Linked DNA regions of Sus scrofa: region 1 is linked to region 2. A link is a contact called in public HiChIP or PLAC-seq data. All regions are on one chromosome and are shown on one strand. Each heading gives the region's core, a stretch centred on a gene start, on an enhancer-like site or on the middle of the called end of the contact. The rest is flanking DNA. Distances are from core to core; before and after follow the strand shown. Region 1 overlaps HIF1A (hypoxia inducible factor 1, alpha subunit (basic helix-loop-helix transcription factor)). Region 2 has its middle 130 kb from the start of HIF1A.

Evidence for each region. HiChIP or PLAC-seq counts read pairs in DNA pulled down with a chosen protein or histone mark.
Region 1: a contact with region 2 is called in an H3K27ac HiChIP or PLAC-seq map of skeletal muscle. The contact joins two enhancer-like sites. A contact is called at or near these places in 2 of 2 datasets of contacts at active chromatin or transcription factors (alveolar macrophages and skeletal muscle).

What each region holds. Positions count from the first base shown.
Region 1 is chr1:190,656,817-190,659,516 of Sscrofa11.1, forward strand. The region is part of intron 6 of HIF1A (hypoxia inducible factor 1, alpha subunit (basic helix-loop-helix transcription factor)); the gene reads left to right. It also overlaps the pseudogene LOC106507611. Among named protein-coding and RNA genes, the nearest start is that of SNAPC1, 20 kb to the right of the region's middle. Within about 2 kb of position 1,330, at least 9 of the 83 cell types and tissues checked have an H3K27ac peak or open chromatin away from gene starts, as enhancers often do. A contact at or near this core is called in alveolar macrophages and skeletal muscle, where this site is marked.
Region 2 is chr1:190,491,292-190,493,991 of Sscrofa11.1, forward strand. No RefSeq gene overlaps it. Among named protein-coding and RNA genes, the nearest start is that of HIF1A, 130 kb to the right of the region's middle. Within about 2 kb of position 1,435, at least 19 of the 83 cell types and tissues checked have an H3K27ac peak or open chromatin away from gene starts, as enhancers often do. A contact at or near this core is called in alveolar macrophages and skeletal muscle, where this site is marked.

The DNA of each region.
Region 1 (2,700 bases), core at 80-2,579, 170 kb after region 2:
TTCAGTTTCTGTGTTGAGGGTTTAAGCACATGACATCTGCAAGGAGACATAATTTTCTACAGACCTGTAAACGTCAGGCATTGGTGAAGATTCCCTAGAATTGGATGCTTTGGGGACAAGCTGGATCCACACTCATGCTGAGTTGAAGAGGGAAAAGAAAAAAAGAAAAAAAACAAAAACAAAGAGCTAAATTGTAGGAAAAGTCCAGGCTTTAAGTTTTTAGGTAAAAGAGCTTAGAAGAATATGAAGATCTCCTCCCAGTATAAAAGTATCAAAAAAATGGGATGAAGTGAGTCACCTTTGCAGTAACAGGCGCTAAACAGCCCAATCTAGCAAAATGAGCCTATTTAAAAAAATTTTTTAATGTAAAGCTGTATGAGATATTGGTATATTTTGGAGATTAATCCCTTGTTGATTGCTTCATTTGCAAAGGGGATAGATTACTTTTGATTGTGGACTAGAAAGGAAAGTTTTTGGTCGTCTCCTCACCCTACATAGTTTCCTGAGCAGTTTCATTTTTGGCCACGGTTTCTGTTGCGACTTCCCGTATTTCTATTTATAACTATTTCCATTTCATTGCCAATTTGATATTTTTATCTGGAGGTATGTTCTTCTATATTATAAACTAAAAATTTCTGAAACTAAACTGAACCACTCCTACCCCAAAACAATTTCAAAAACTGCTTTTCCTCTTATAATGAATATCATGATTGATATACCACAGTATACACATGACTCCAGCAAAAATTAAGTCATTCTTAACTTTTCTTTTGCTTTCATTATCTACACTCAGTTGGTCTCTAAATTTTAATAGATTACCATTTGCATGTATCTCTTGATCCATTTCCTCCTTCCACTCTTGTCTGCCTGCCTTTGAGTTCTTCAGCTTATTATTACATTTGGCATGAACTGCATCTCTGCCAGCAGATTTGTGCCCTTTTAATCTCATCCAGGTTTCCAAGAAGTGGACTTCCTAATGTGAAAATTAGATCATGTCATACTCCTGTTGAAAATGCCTCAGCTGCTTCCCTCCTTCATCTTCACATACCAAAAAAAAAAAAAAACAAACAAAAAAAAAACCTTTTTTGTTTATAAATATATTAGAAGGATAGCACATTTTTATTTATCAAAATAAGACATGCATTTTGAAAAGCTGGGGGAAAAAAACAGGCCCAGGCAATAAAATCTAAACTTCTTAGCATAGCAAGCAAAGATACTTATGATCTGGCCTCTTCTGACTTCTCCAAATTAATTGGGAGGAGGAAAAGACCCCCTTCTGCTGTGGTCGCCTATAGCCTGAGAGCTCCACATGCTGTTCTGCTGTCTTAGTGCAATGATGCTATCCTCAACTCCAAACACATACTTAGCTTCCAAGAGCTACCTACTGCATCTATTTGTAGAGCTTTCCTTGTTTCTTTAAGAAATTACTGTTTCATGTATGTAAGTCTGTCATGGCCTTTTTTCTGCTTTTGCAATTATTTGCTTGCTTGTACCATTTTTTGCTTTAAGGCTGTATGACCATGGCTGAAAGCATATGTTCTGTAGCTAGACTGCTAAATCCTGACTGCCTATATCCGGGTGACCTTAGACACATTACTTCTTTTCTTTGTGCATCATTTTCTTCATCTTTAATAATCTCTACTTTAGATAAAGTATAATGCGTGTATTAGTATCATCTTCAACTTGAAGATTATATGAGGAAAACAACTTTAAGTCCTTAGTGCTAACTATAAAGTAGATAAGAAGCCTCTGCCCCACTGTACAAGGAATGTGAGAGGGCACTGGCTTTGTATCACATAATCCTTGATTCCATGCTGGCTTGCAGTCCTGGTAACAGTGTGACCTGGATCTTAGGCACTGTTGTAAATCTCATGGTCCTTATCTGTTAAAAAAGGGTCATGCTTGTAAGGATTAAAAGAGTGTTGAGCACCTATTACACACAGTGACTGTTTGACCGCTGGGGTTAGAGTTAAGAAAAATGAAGATAGAAGAGCCAAGAAGTATTTTATGGCATTTACTGCCAGTGTTTATGTCAGTGTATGATAGAAGAGAGATGCCCTTCCTTTTTTGAGGAATTAGTTTTTATTTTTTTTATTTTTTTGTCTTTTTAGGGTGGCATCCATGACATATGGAAGTTCCCGGGCTAGGGGTCTAATCGGAGCTATAGCTGCCGGCCTACACCAGCCATAGCAACACAGGATCTGAGCCGCATCTGCGACCTACACCACAGCTCACAGCACTGCCAGATCCTTAACCCATTGAGTAAGGCCAGGAATTGAATCTGCATCCTCATGGATACTAGTTGGGTTTGTTACCGCTGAGCCATGATGGGAACTCTGAGTAATTAGTTTTTATTTTATTTATTTATTTTTTAATGGTCATACCTGCAGCATATGGAAGTTCCTGGGCTAGGGATCAAATCAGAGCTATAACTGCAGGCCTACACCACATCATACCTGATATGATCCATCTCAGCAGCCTTTGCCGCAGCTCGTGGCAAAGCCAGATCCTTAACCCACTGAGCGAGGCCAGGGATCAAACCTTTATCTCAAGGAGACTGTTTTTTAACCCACTGAGCCACAACGGGAACTCCTAGTTTTTATTTTTTGAATTCAATAGTAAAGTATAGGGATGGGCTGGGGAGAAAGGAAAGTGATAGAGCTAGAATGAGAAAACAAGAAAGGGAGTGACATGACCCTT
Region 2 (2,700 bases), core at 185-2,684:
CAGCCATGCAGAGGAACAACCACCAGTGAAATTCCAGTCCAGCATTCCTCTAAGGCTCAGTGGTTTGGACTGCCTAGCAGAATTACCTGGAGGAGAGTTTCAATAACATGGCTCCCTGGAACTTACCCCCAAAGATTCCCATTTAGCCCTCAGCCCAGGTGATGTTCAATCAGCTGCATTTAAAAAAAAAAAAAAAAAAAAAAAAAAAAAAAAAAAAAAAAACCTTTACAGTTGACGCTGATGAATGAGCAAATTTGGGAAACATTGGACAAATTCTAAGCTCTTTGGGGTCAGGAAACATGTGAATCTTCTCTTCTGTATACCCCCAATGAAGAGCATAGCACCTGGCACAGAGCAGCCACTTACATTTATTGAGTCAATGAGTGTTGAAAATAGGGTGGTGATTAGAAGTACAGTCAACCTAGCACCTTACCTAAAGGTTAGGTAAGGGCCAGCAAGATGCAGAAGGCCAAACCAGTCAGAGTGGTGCTAAGGAGAGGAATAAAGCAGCAGGGCCGGCATGGGGTGAGCAAAAGAAAATGGGTTATTTGAGCCTCAAGTGGAGGAACATGGCTTCCATGATGCTGCAACCCCTGTGATCAGACTTAGAGGAGTCCCGCTTCCAGCTCCACCTAAGAAAACATATCTGACCAGTGACTGCCGTGGTTAAAACCATCCAAAGCAAAGCAAAACAACAGCAAAATACCCTCCAAAAGGCCTGCATGGGCAGGATAAAGTCTACCCACTTTTCTCTGACCCATGTTCCTTTCTCGGCTCCTCCTTAGCTTATCAGGTGGCACTGGCTCCCATGTCTTCACACGAATGGCCACCCTGCCTTCTTTCAAGTCTCACCCTATTGCCTGTTCTCTCTTCCTACCCTGCTCACTGCCGCCTCTGAAACCTTCAAATCACAATTTTAAATATCACATTCTCTCCCCCAGGAGGCTGTCAGCTCCCTGAGGGTCAAGTCAGCCAGCGGTGTCCAAAGCCTAACCCCACAATTGTTCTAATATTTCCATGAAAGGAAAACGACAGCAGACACACAGGACTGGTGTTTGCTTGTGTGGCTGTGAAACTGGACTCTGCAGACACAAACCAGCTCATTGATTTGGATTTAGAAAAGAACTGGAGTGGGAGGTGGGAGTCGCATTGAGAAAGAGATGCAAGTGAAAGTGGAAGAGTCAAAATAAAATAAAATAAAACCAGAGAGAAGGCAGAGTGTCTTGCCCAGTCTGATGTTGGGGTCAAAAGCCATAGGAGAACATCTCCTGGCGTCACACTGGGTCCTAGCAGACTGCCAAGCCAGTGGGTCCTCGCTAAGAAAACCCTCGAGTCCGCACAGGCTGGACCAGGGGGTATAGGTGGGCGTGGGGGCAGGGCTGCGCAAGGACCAGGTCAGGTGCACCGCGCAGGCGGGCGCAGCAAGGCTGGAGCTGAAGGCAGCTGATTCGCCTGCTTGACGCTCCGATGCCTTGATTTGGTCTGACAAGTGGAGGCTGCTGTGAGAAGCGGCCTGGATTTTTGACATTCAGCAAGCTAGAAATAGCCAGCTGAGCTCCTGGCGCTGTGGTCACAAATGTCTTGCCCTTCCGAAACGACGGCCTGATTGAAGGTGCTTTTCAGCAGTGCGGACCTGGACTCTCTATATCAGGCTTGGGTTCTGGTCCAGACTCGGCTCCCAACTCAGAGGTTTAGAGTCACTTGAATTGACCGCAGCTCAGCCTGCCCTCTGTGAAATGAGGTTGCTGAGAGTCAGCCCCCTGCCGACCCTGCTGAAAACGATTCTGAGTGGCTGCCCCAACCTGCCTAGTCCCGTGACCTGAACTTGATCTCCGCTGCTGCTAGAAGCCTCAGCACCCCAGATATTCACTCTAGGTTGGCCTAGAAGATGATCCTGCCTGAAAAGGTGCTGATGAACATTTTGTGAATCACGGACCCTTTGAGAAACTGTTGAAATTTATTAGCTCTTGCCTTGGAAAAAATTCCACAATGATGAAACATTGCTTATAACTGCAGGGAGTTACTGGCTTAATCACAGAGCCCTGCTTTAGTATCTCTAATCTAGCCCAGCTCTTCCTCTTGCAGATGAGGAGATTGGCCTGAAACAAGCCATCAGGGTTTTCCCCCAACTTCACTCATACAATGCAAGCACTGCCGTTTTCCTCCTCTCTCCCTTCATCCTCCCCGCCATCGCCCACACTTGGGCTCTCTCAAGAGGGAAATTGTCCTATAAATATTTATAAAAAGTGTGGGATGTCCTGTAGCAGAGAAAGTGAAAAATAACATCGCTGGGTCTGCAGAAATTTGCCTGATGCTTCTCTCTCTCAGCTTCCACCTCATCCTTCCCATGAGCGTGGGCATAGGGTGTGGGTAGTAGTGCAGAGAGTGGTCTCTGAAGCTACTACAGCAAAGAACACCCCACCCTCTTCAGAATCAGCACCATCAACACTATCACAGAAAACTTCCTGCTCAGACACCAACCAGCAGCTACCTGGCAGCAGGCAGAAAGAGCCAAAGCAGCTTTGCACAGTAGCTTGCTTGCCAGCAGTGTCTTGTTACAAATGGGCTTCTTGCACAAAGGGGAACTACTGGGAGGGCCCTTTTTAATGCACTGCAAGAAACAGCTCTAACAATAGATGATTCAGGAGGCCAGTCATTGGCCCTCGCTCCTATTGCATTGTTTTGATAAAATAACATAGC